2 separate regions of the Danio rerio genome follow, and region 2 is linked to region 1. The links are chromatin contacts, called in public Micro-C maps. All regions are on one chromosome and are shown on one strand. Each heading gives the region's core, a stretch centred on a gene start, on an enhancer-like site or on the middle of the called end of the contact. The rest is flanking DNA. Distances are from core to core; before and after follow the strand shown.

Region 1 (6,019 bases), core at 1,944-4,443:
AAATCCCAGTAGATCAGCAGTTTCTGAAATACTCAGACCAGCTTGTCTGGCACCAACAACCATGCCACATTCAAAGTCGCTCAAATCATCTTTCTTCCCCATTCTGATGCTTGGTTTCAACTGCAGAAGATTTTATTGACCACAGCTACATGTCTAAATGCATTGAGTTGCTGCCATGTGATTGGCTGATTAGAAGTTTGTGATATTGAGCAGTTGTGGTCGGCAATTATATTTATGTATGTATTATGTCATGTTTGCATCAAATTACTAAAAACAAATGACAGATTATGTGAGCCGTTTGAACTGCAGGACTGTTATTAGTCTTGCAAAATTGTATTATTTTTTTGCTTTTTCTGAATGTCTTGATAACACCATCATGGAGTTTTTCTTTAGCAAACAGAGTAAAATTATTTGTTATACTCTCCCATTCACTGCACTTAAAGTTTACATAACTATGAAGGCTTCCACTACTGAGAAAAAAAAAGGGTATGCCAATACATATCGTAAAGCGTTAAACTTATTGCCCCGTGGGATTCTCTGCATTAATCTGTGCTCTCTTGTATTTGTCTGTTCTGGACAACCAGCCTTGTAGAGACTTGAATGAGCAAGTGATACTTTTTAAGATGCAATATTCTAGAAATCTGCCAGTGAGAGTGAGCTCAAGTGTATCAAATGAAAAGCTTAGGAGAAGCATCTTGAAGGGAGCGGGGCTGTCAGGCACTGGAGAGCATTTGATTGGTCAAGCTTTGATAAGCAAATGAAATATGAGGTGATGTGAAAAGAAAAAAACAATGATCCATTTAGACGGAAGTGATAAACTGCAAGCTTTACATGTTTTTGCCAGTTTTGTATCTCCTAAACGTGAATTTTAACACTGTTTTAGTGCACACCAGCATACAGATGTTCTTAAAACTAACAGACTGAAAATACATCTACACATTTTTATTTTTATTTTATGGGAACTTTAGGGAAATGATAACAAATAGCCAGATTAATACCTATAACAGGGATTGTATGTGGAAGAGTTCTCTAATTTTGATCAGTTTTCTTTTTTAGAATGTTTATGTAATTTAGCATCTCAGAAGTACAACTATACAAATATAAAAGCCTTGATAACTGCAATAATTAACATGCTCATAAAGTGTTATGTTCATTCTGTAGCAGACAGCTGGCCAGTGCGGTTTGATGATTCTAATGCTCGTCAGGATTGGGGCTGGAAGCCTGCATTCAGTCTGTCAGAGCTGGTCACAGACATGCTGGCCTCCATCCGCGAAAAGAGAACCAATGCTGGACTACCTGTCAGCTAGCAGGTCTTCTCAGGGACTGACTGAAACACAGATCACCAGCATTTGCAAACTCTCCTCGTCTCAAATTTGGGAGTTGATTCTTTGGACCACATTCCGTCAGTCAGAGAGCTGCTAATACAGGCAGTTCTCTACAAACATATGCTTGTGAAGAAAACATGTAATTCAACAGCGAAAGCTTACATTCTCTCATACTGCTCAGGAGACTCTGTCTATCTTCTCTGTGATCTACTCTTACAGTACATAGTTTTTAAGTTGTTGGGGGGAAAAAGAAACGACAAATGCAAATGGATATGATGACGATGATGAACATGATAGCAATATTAATGCAATGATATTACTCTATGTACTAGACATAGTTAGCAAGGTCAGCACTGAAAAACATTCTGGCCCCAGTTTTCACCTTCAGGACTCTTATAGTTCTGATGTTATAATCAAAATACAACTTTTCTGGAAAGGAATGAATGGCCCAGAGATGCTACATTTGCACAAATGCAGTAAAACCTTTAGATATCTTTCACTCTACAGTGCTCCAGACCATGTATTGTGTGCAAGATGTAAACAGTCCACCTCGATTTGAACACATTCATGGGTAGAAGAAGCTTTAAACCACTACTAGCTTTAGCGTGAATCAAGGAAAAAATCAATATTGCCTTTGTTCCAGCTGCTATCTGTGAGAATTTCACAGTTGCCTGAATTTTGGGTTCTGTTCAGCCCATTATGATCTGTAATGGCTTTATTTATTTAGAGTCAGCTATCGAAGGGCTCTGGATTCACAATGTATAGTGTGGTGGTGTGAACTAAGTACTTAATCTATCAGCGCTGCTGATGTATTATTTATACACTGTGAAGTGAAATGTATTTTTTACATTTCTGTTTACTCATAAGAGCAACACTGCTGGCTTAAACACCAGCAGAGGCCTCACCATTTAAGGGAGTGTTTTTTTTTATTCAGCCTGTCTGAAAGTCTCCCTTCTATAGAAGGAATTGTGATTTCTGGACAAAAGATATTGTGTTAAACCGCCTTAATGTTCAGTTATCACTCAACCTCACAAGTTGCTAATGATTCTCATTCAGAACTGGAAAGATGCAGTGTATGTCAAATAAACGACTTTAAAGCAGCACACCGTCTATGTCTTTTGTCATTATGGGTTTTAAAATTAATTAAAAAAAGATGGATCTATGAGGCAATGTTTATCACATTTTATTTTTCCAAGAAGTCTCAAATACTTACTGCAATGAATTAAATGTATTGGAAAACAGCCTTAACAAAGAAGACCATATGCTAAAAAAAGTACACCAAAAAGTTGTACAAAAGATATGGAAGTGTTTTGCTTACAAAAATTAATTCAAATGTTCAAACGATCAAATAATATAAGCAATATTATTATTATTCAAATAATTTTCTTAAAAGCTCAAATAATAAAGCAAATTTTCCAAAACTCTAACAGAATTTACAATGCTACTTTAATGCTTACTTTAATTTCCGTATAATGGAAATAGTGTTGGTTTTAAATGAATCTGTAGTGTGAGTTTCTGCTGAGTTCCATTGTTGGCAAGATAAGTACTTTGAATTTGGGGGAAAATGTACATAAGATAAATCCTAAATGAATATGTCCCAAAACTCGTTTTTAAACCACATAAGAAGGCCTACTGGTTTGTTAATAGCATGTATAGTGGAAACCAACTCCTGTAAAGTTAATGGTTTACATTACAATGTTTGCTAGTTCTTCAGCACTGTAACTAAATAAGTTTTATATTACATTATCATTGAAATATCGTAAAACTAATTTTTATAAAAATCTTATTTTAAAATAATGAAATTAAAGACCGTCTCTAGGCACATGACTGCTCAACTTCCGGAAGTGAGGTCAGAGAGCTATCGTGTCGCAGTGGATTGTGGGACATCGTGCCATATTGACACACGACAGAAATGGACGCGGGTTTTTTCCGCGTAAGTGTTATATTCTTTTACAAATTATGCTCTATAAACATCGAGTGTGTTGTTATGCATCTATTGTTTATCAATTGTTTGACCGGCTCGTTGTTTTAAGGATATTTTATATGTGTTCATTGGAGTGTGGCTGTAATGGCGGCTGCGTGAGGTAACCAGAAAATACCGCACAGATTAACAGGAACAGCAGATTTGAAGACATAGGCGCGTTTAATTACCTATTATCACAATTGTTGTTACAAATAAACTCAAATGTAACGTTAAAAAAAGTCAGCGGTTCTGGGATTAGCGATGTTACGCATGTGTAATACAGACTGAAACCGAAATTAAGTGGTCCTGTGCTACGACGTTAGCCTAATAATCTGTGTAACGTTAGTCTAGTTTTTGCGTATATACATGATTACTCATATCCCACTGAAAGGGTGAAATAATACTACTCGCATTTCTTTTGCCTCGGCCTTTCAATGGAAGAAAAGTAACCATATGAATTTTTTGTTCCTGTTTTCTCGAAGCACGTTTTGTTTTAATGATGCGTTTCTATGATTTCAGGGCACCAGTGCGGAGCAGGATAACCGCTTCAGCAACAAACACAAGAAACTCTTGAAGCAGCTGAAGTTTGCAGAATGTCTGGAGAAAAAGGTAGAAAAAGTTAAACATAATTATACTTGGATTCACAAACGATGCATTAAGTGACAGTAAAAACATCTATAATGTTACAAAATCGTTGATACATTAGTAACTATTAGTGACGTGTAGTTTAAGAGCCCTGACCAGATGGGATTTAAACTTCACTGTAACGTTAGTTGTTTAGTTTAAAGCCTGGAAAGTATCATATCTAAATGTTCTCTTAACATTACATTAAGAGTGTTCTCAATAAATAACTAAATTGTAAATCTTTTTTTTTTTTTTTTTGCAAAGTCTGAAAATTGTTCAAGGTTATTACACAGTGCATATTCCAACCAACAGGTCGTCCTAGGTCTGAAAAGTGGTGTAATTATAAATTGTGTACATTAGGGCTGCACCATATTGGAAAATTCTGATATTGCGATATTTTATTTTTCTGTGATAAATATTGCAATATTAATAGTTTCACCAGGTGGTTTGAATATCTCTATATGATTTCTGGGTATTCAGAAATAATCCCTGTTATAAACAGTATTCAGGTACAGAAATTGACTAATCGCAATGCAAAAAAAAAATCTTTTTTGTTTTGATATTTCATTCTTAGATCAAATAACAATATTAGTCAGCACCAATAGTCTAGTGGATAAGCGTGCCGACATAAAACGCCAAGGTGCTCACAGCGATCTGAGTGCGATTTTCTAACCCTTCCCCTCTCTTTGCTCCCAATGCCTTCCTGTTTGCATCCACCACTGTCCTTTCCAATTTAAGGTGGAGAAACCCTTAAAAATACTTATTTAAAGAAGCTATATTTTTTTTAACCTTCAGAAGAAAAAAAGCTAAATAATGAAAAATAGGTTTTTCTTAAAAACAAAAAAAACCAATTATCTTCCAGTGGAGAAAAATAATCTTGTTTTTGCTTTGAAATGTAGATATTTGTATTAAAAACGAGACAAACAATCTAAAAAAAACTGTTTTTTTTATACATCGGATAAGTTTTATATAAATAGAGTGATTAAATACAATTCTGTAGCTCCTGCCAACTATAATTCAGACTCAACTATGCATATCTTGCAATGTGACTATTGCAGATGCACACATTAGAGATGCGCGGATGGACTATTATTTCATCCGCAACCGCATGACAAAATTCATCATCCGTCCGCCATCCATCCGCACTAACATTTTTGACCAATTTTTAAAACCGCACCCGCCCGCCATCTGCTGATTGGGCTCTTTATTTGAATGGCTTATTCCTTTTTTTATTAAATGAATGTTTCTTCATTGATCATTATATAATAGAGAATGACTTTAATGTAGACATGCAGCTAATCCAAACGTGCAAGTCATTAATTGACGACGCTTTGAAGTTACGCTAAAGATACGAGGACGTGTCTTTTCACTTGATTCGATTCCTCGGTCCTTCAGTCTTTTCCTTGCGTCCTTCCCTCGTAACGTTATCCCGGTGGGGTGGAAACACGAGGAAAGAAAGCAAGGAAAGGAAACGAGGATGCACAAATAAGAAATGAGAAGCACCCGAGCTCTCAGAATATCAGCAGTGAACTCTGTCTCCAATCGGCGCACAGGGACAAAAGTAAATAAATAGCCTAAATTAAACGCACTGTACTGTACAACTTTTTTTTTTTTATTGTAGCCTAATAGAAAACGCATTGACACATCATTTCAACATGCTGCTATTTAGTCTACTACTAAATGCCTATTTCACTTAATTTTTTAGTAAATAGATAGAATAAGTCATTTGCATTATAGCCTAATAATGTTTACATTTGTAGTTGTCCATAGCAACCCCAAAAATGTACCTGCTTGCCTTCCACATATAATTAATGGGCACAGTTTTTCGACTATTTTTTATTTTTTGCTTTGGATGTTATTGAGCTTGTAGAAATCGGAAACAACACAGTTCTGCGACACAGATTAACCTTTATTGATATCTCTATCAGACAATACCTATTTTATATGCCAAAAGAAACAACAGGCAGTAAAAAAAAAATAACATAAATATCTTAATGTAGGCATAGGCTATTGTCGCATGCTTTGACAAACAGTTGAAAATTTTTTAATAAAAACGTCATATTGTGCCTAAGCCTTGTAGGCTCAGTCACCCCCACAATTAGAAATT
Region 2 (6,019 bases), core at 1,898-4,397, 140 kb after region 1:
TCAGAATGACAAGTACTGCTGTCATTGTGTACGGGTAAGACAGTCAAATGACTTAGTCATGTTCTCAATATAACAGTGTACTCTGGAGGGATGTTCTGATGTAAACTATGGCGAATTATTTTATTTTATTTTTTATTTTTTTGCTGTTTGTACTGTAATTTGTTGCCAGATCATGTCATTGTGATACAGATATGAAAGGACAGCACTGCAAAAAACAAAGAAAACAAAACCAAAGTAGAAATGTTAAAATGGACAACCTCCTTTCAGATGCACTTTCATTAGACAAAACCAAGACTTGCCTTCGAGAACTCTTTATACCAGTTGTAGACAGATTTAGAACAAGTCTAATGGAAAAATGCATTATGAGTAAATATTAAGAAAACTTGTTCACCCATTTTGCTTGTAAAGACTTTGCCATGAACAAATAATTAAACAAATGGTTAAATGTTGTGGGGGGGTGAGACTATTCAGAGCCAAAATAATAATTTTTAACAATATGACATAAGTGATTGATGTAGAAAACAGCAGAGAATTGCACGTAATCATTTGCGTGGATGTACGCAAGCTTTTGCAACTTGTTCAAAGTAATGAGAAATTGCTTTTTTGATGTGCACAAGTGTCACAATTATGTGAAGATTGAACAAGTAGACTTAAGAATTTCAATTCTGATCTTAGAAATGTACCAACGCGACTGAGAAAAAACTGTAACAATGCACTGTATAACCTACACCTACATTTATCTTTAAAAAATGTACACATTTACACATACATTATATTTTTTTTAGGATTATGTTATGTGAGACTTCCTGACCCCAGAGACATTCATGCCGTGTATGTATACAGATAAAGATACTGAAAGTTTAATGGAATGTGTTTGCTACTTTTGTACTATTTAAGTAAAATCACTGTTTTTTGAGACTATAAACCCCTTTTTCTTTGATGCATTCAAAATAATGAACACATTCTCTCATGACTGCATGATTCACTGTAACTACTTTAATTTTTTAATTCAGCAATTTATTTTTAAAGCTAAATAATAAAATTAAAAAGTAACGCAAATATTAATACTTTAAAAACTATTGCGTTACTAGAGAAAAGTAATATTACGTAACTCGCGTTACTTGTAATGTGTTACCCCCAACACTGACTCTTTACTTCAGTAGTCATTATTTTTTTCCAGATGTCAGCAAGTGCTGATGCAGTGTGTACTCTGACATATTTCTAGAACAGAACATGATATTAAATCAGGATTGAAATTTGCATAATCTGACTGTTATAACAAGCAACAATCTTGTGTGACTTGAGCCTGGCATTAGAAATAATAGTAGCAATGCAGCTGTAAAAAGTCAAATTTCAATGCATTTTATTGCAAGGCAAGACAAAATAATACTTGATTCCAGCAAAAAAGTACTTGCCGTTTTTTTACAGAGTTATCTTTGTTGAGGCCACCGGTGTTGACGATGGCAGACCAGGCTGTTGCAGCCACATACGGGATGGATGCGGCTTCATCATGCCTCAGTGATTTAGGCTTATGTGAAACCTGAAGCACAGACGAACAAAGGAATTCTTTACACTGGAGCACTGTGAATATCTACAGGACAACTTCTGTACTGAGCTTCAAATCAGTTTTTATCCATGACATGCTTCTGAATAATTACCTCATTGCCACTGACCACTACAAACTCTGCCAGACTGCCCTGCTTCCATGGAGGAATAGCGGCCCACACCTAACAGAGAAAAACAAACACTTTTAAAAGGCCAGAGCAGACAATACCTGATGACGTAAGGTTTCTGGAGTAATCGTAGCATAAGAGTTCAGCATTACTTGAAAAAACAACTGAATAGGGCACCTGATCTCCTGGTTTAAAGTACTTCACATCCAGCCCACATTCCATGATCTCTCCGGATACATCTCGACCCAGAATGAGAGGAAATTCACCACCTGATTGGCTGATGTTCAGTGGGTCACGCTTCATGGCCATAGTAGCTGCTCCATAGCCACCTACAAGAGCGAAAATAAAAAGAAATGATTTCATACACTACTCATCTTTACCTAAAATTGTACATATATTTATTGTACATTTTAAAATGAAATTGGCATTAAGGAGTGTGAGTTGAGCCGGTCACAACATGCCTCGTGTGACTCATCCTTTCATAATAACATGTGTTCATTGGAATAAAGCTGGAATATTTAACTAGCATGTAAGGACTAGATGAAAAACTGAAATACCAAAAACAAATAAACAAAAATTTAATCGGGAAAAATATATAAATCAAAACTAAAGGAATGTATAGCATAGAGCAGGGTTTCTCAACCACATTCCTGGAGGCCACCAACATTGCAAGTTTTGGATGTCTTCTTTGTCTGTTACACCCATTACAGGTCTTTCAGTCTCTGCTAATGAGCTGATTATCTGAATCAAGTATGTTTGGTTGAGGAGACGTTGAAAATGTGCAGAGCTGGTGGTCCTCCAGGAATGTGGTTGAGAAACACTGCCATAGAGTTTAAAATTACAACATACAAAGTAATGTAGACGAATTATGGCATATAATAATAACTATGTAGTTCACATTGTGATATATTGTATGCCATATTGCAAACATATTGCTTATTAAAGGTGATCATGTCACTCGCAAACATATGAACGTGTCAGACATTTGTGAACCACATAGATGCCTTTATTCGACCTTTGCTGATTCCCACAAGACATATTATACTTATAATTACAGATATATTCTAATGAAGCGTTCTAAAGTCCCCTCACATACCCCTCATACTGATGTCAATTGGGTTGAGACCCGCAGCGTGCACCTTTACCACCACTTCATTAGGATAGTGGATGATCGGAAGCGCCGCGTTCTTGGTGAACCTCAACACATCGTTTTTCCCGTATTTATCAATGACCCATGCGGGCATTACAGTCCTGCGAGCGGCTGAGAAACTGAAGCTCCTGTAATGACATCTCAGCGAGCACACCAACCACCGTCTACACATCAACATGGTTGATCAAACTTTAAAAAGATAATCCAGAGGATCCCGCTTATAGTATCACAAACCCGTCATTGGTCAGAAATAAATGTTATAACTGTTGAATAACACGCTCGAGAACAGCCATTCCGCAAAGTCAAAACAAACCGGTGAACTTTCACACGACGCACTGGTCCAATCACAGGCCGAGTTGCTCTTAGGTTGACCAATCAGAGGGCGGAGAAGAGAGGACGTCATTGAGGTCAACACAAAGTGTCATGTCAGCCTCCAGTGCGGCGAGGCGTCCTGTGGAAGCGATGCTCGGCCTGTCCATTAGAGAGGTCTGTTTAAATCTATTCATCCAGCTTAAATGTTGCTAAGAATTAAACTTTATAAACAGTCACCGTGCTGATTCTTGGCGTTGTGCGCTGTAAACCCTTTCAAAAATGACCAATAGCCAAGTGTTGCAAAGCTAACCAGCAAACCATTCTGCCTGTTTTCAGCAGGGTGTTATTATTTTTCATTTTGTTTATCCGACAAAAGTTTGGAAAGATTAAGATTTGTTCTTGTGTTTTATTCATTTGCTGCATTTGTTTGTTTATAACCAACACATCTTCAGTTTAAAATAACAGTATTCTATGTAAACAATTTGTAATTTGTTCCTGTAATTCATTTTTTTTATTTAGAATTTCTTATTTGAAATCATACAGAAATGTTAATGGTGCCCCCGAATTTCTTGAACATTAAATTATTATTAATGCTTATTTATATTGATTATATTAATAATGATAATATAAAAATGCTAAATTATTATTAAAAAAGGTTACTGCTTCATATGTATGTGGTAACAGGATACATGTTACATGTTAGGATTTATTTTATGCATAGTTTAAAATGAAAGCCTTTGTTTGTACCATCACTGATTGCTTTGATTAATAAATGTATCAAAATTAAGGATAATTCTTTTCAATATTGATAATCAGAAATGATGTCAGCTGAGCATGAATTCTTATTTCTCAAAAAGCCCATGTTTCTGCTTGCTATAGGTGTCTCAGGCACTGAGGGATGGGAAGGTCTCTGCCACTGAACTCTGCAGAAAATGCATCAACCAAATACAACGAACGCGTTACCTGAATGCTTATATAACCATTGCAGAGGAGACGGCCATGGAGCAAGCAGAGAGAGCAGATAAAAGGCTCCGCACAGGTGAGTTTGTGCCACATAAAATGTAAGTCTATTTATTTTTTAATCATAATTTCCATGTACTTCATGTTTTTTTTAAAGGTAAAACACTTGGTCCTCTAGACGGCATTCCTTTCTCTGTAAAAGACAACTTCTGCACAGAGAACATCAAGACCACCTGTGCTTCAAACATGCTTAAAGGTCAGCTTAAGTACGCTAAAGTACAATATATTTACTGTCTTTGTCACAAAATGGTTGTGACATGTTTGATTCCCATTATCTGTTTGGATTGGTAGGTTATGTTCCTCCATTCAGTGCTACAGTTGTGCAGAAGCTGTTGGATCAAGGAGCAGTTCTTGTTGGAAAAACTAATTTAGACGAATTTGCAATGGGGTAAGTAAACTGTTTTTTTTTTAACAAAAAATGATGCCTTTATTCATCAAGGATTAAACATTTATCAGGATTCAACACAAAAAACTCCTAAAATGTATACATATACATTTTACAAATCTAAGCTAACCATTTTCTACATTAATAATAATTTTATGTTCTTTTATGCATTCGGCATATAAGCCTTCATCCAAAGTGACTTTTGTGAAAGTTTTTTCCTTTCTTGGGATTTTCTATACTATTTGAGAAACAAGAAGGCTAATAATTATTTAATTAATATATATATATATATATGGAATAATGATCACAGAAAATTCAGCTTTTCTATCACATGAATAAATTAAATTTTAAATATAATAAAATACAAAAAAGCTACTAAATCATAATAATATTTCCTTTTTTACTCAATTTATTTATTTTAATAAAAGTGTTGGTGATAAAGATTTTAATCATTGTGCATTAAAAATTTACACCAAGCACCAAACATAAAAATAAGAACTAAAGAGCTAAACCTCATAAATAGACTAAAGAGATATGCCTCATAAAAATGTCTTAATGATGTCAAGTAAATTATTTTTTATATATATTTTCAGACATGAGTTTCTTTGCAAGTGTTACTGACAATTTCCTCTTTGTCTTTCAAGAGCTGGAAGTACAGATGGGGCTTTTGGTCCAGTTCGTAATCCATGGAGTTATGCAGCCCCTTACCGTGAACAGAGTGCAGAAGATCCAGATTCAGACTGGACAATAACAGGAGGAAGTTCAGGAGGCAGTGCAGCAGCAGTGGCATCTCTCAGCAGCTTCCTGTGAGTCTATAACATGGTCTTAAAAAATCTTAAAATGTCTTAAAACTCAAAAGCTAAGCTTTAAAAAAGCCTTAAAAAGTTTTAAATCGACTGAAATCTTGTATTGTAGATCTTAAATCTTTTTTACATGTCTTAATTTTCCTAAGTATATTCATAGGTATAGCTACTCAATCTGTCTATTAACACCCATACAATCACCAACAATCCCTCAATAAAACTTCTTTATTTTAAAATAACATTAAATTTCTTTCCTTACAGTAACACTTGCTTAAAATTTTCTTTATTTATTTACTGCTGAGGATACTGACCTGACCTGATTTTTATAATAATAAATAATTATTATTGTAGACTGAAGTAATTGATCGCTATGTTTTGTTTTAGTCTTGTTAAGGGTTTAGGATTTGTGAATGAATATATTTGAAAATTAATAAAAAATATTCAAACTAAATTATAATTATTTTATCAATAAATGTATTAAATTGTAATCATTTTTGATAGGACAAGTGAAAATCTTATCTAACTGGGATATTTAAAAAATCCATAGCATTTAGCTTTGTCCGAGTCTAAAATTACATACATAATGGTCTTAAAAATGTCTTGTCTTGTTAAAAAAGTATTATATTTAACTTGGTAAAACCTGTAAAAACCTACTATAAACATCAGAAACATTTAT

The links. A called contact is a pair of places that touch in the nucleus more often than the background predicts.
Region 2: a contact with region 1 is called in a Micro-C map of caudal fin, with 2.4 times the contacts expected there. The contact joins the promoter of rtn4ip1 here to the promoter of srrm1 in region 1. A contact is called at or near these places in 1 of 18 Hi-C or Micro-C datasets (caudal fin) and 1 of 4 datasets of contacts at active chromatin or transcription factors (embryo).

The regions. Positions count from the first base shown.
Region 1 is chr17:26,816,826-26,822,844 of GRCz12tu, forward strand. It overlaps srrm1 (serine/arginine repetitive matrix 1), which reads left to right and starts at 3,194. Exons shown (of 17, transcript NM_213442.2): 1 at 3,194-3,258; 2 at 3,808-3,897. The coding sequence starts at 3,238. tdh2 (L-threonine dehydrogenase 2) reads left to right here. Exons shown (of 9, transcript NM_001099417.1): 9 at 1,162-2,425. The coding sequence ends at 1,307.
Region 2 is chr17:26,954,245-26,960,263 of GRCz12tu, forward strand. rtn4ip1 (reticulon 4 interacting protein 1) reads right to left here and starts at 3,148. Exons shown (of 9, transcript NM_200352.2): 1 at 2,770-3,148; 2 at 1,851-2,002; 3 at 1,659-1,727; 4 at 1,416-1,540. The coding sequence starts at 3,001. It overlaps qrsl1 (glutaminyl-tRNA amidotransferase subunit QRSL1), which reads left to right and starts at 3,242. Exons shown (of 11, transcript NM_001118898.1): 1 at 3,242-3,309; 2 at 4,015-4,174; 3 at 4,253-4,351; 4 at 4,447-4,543; 5 at 5,185-5,346. The coding sequence starts at 3,247.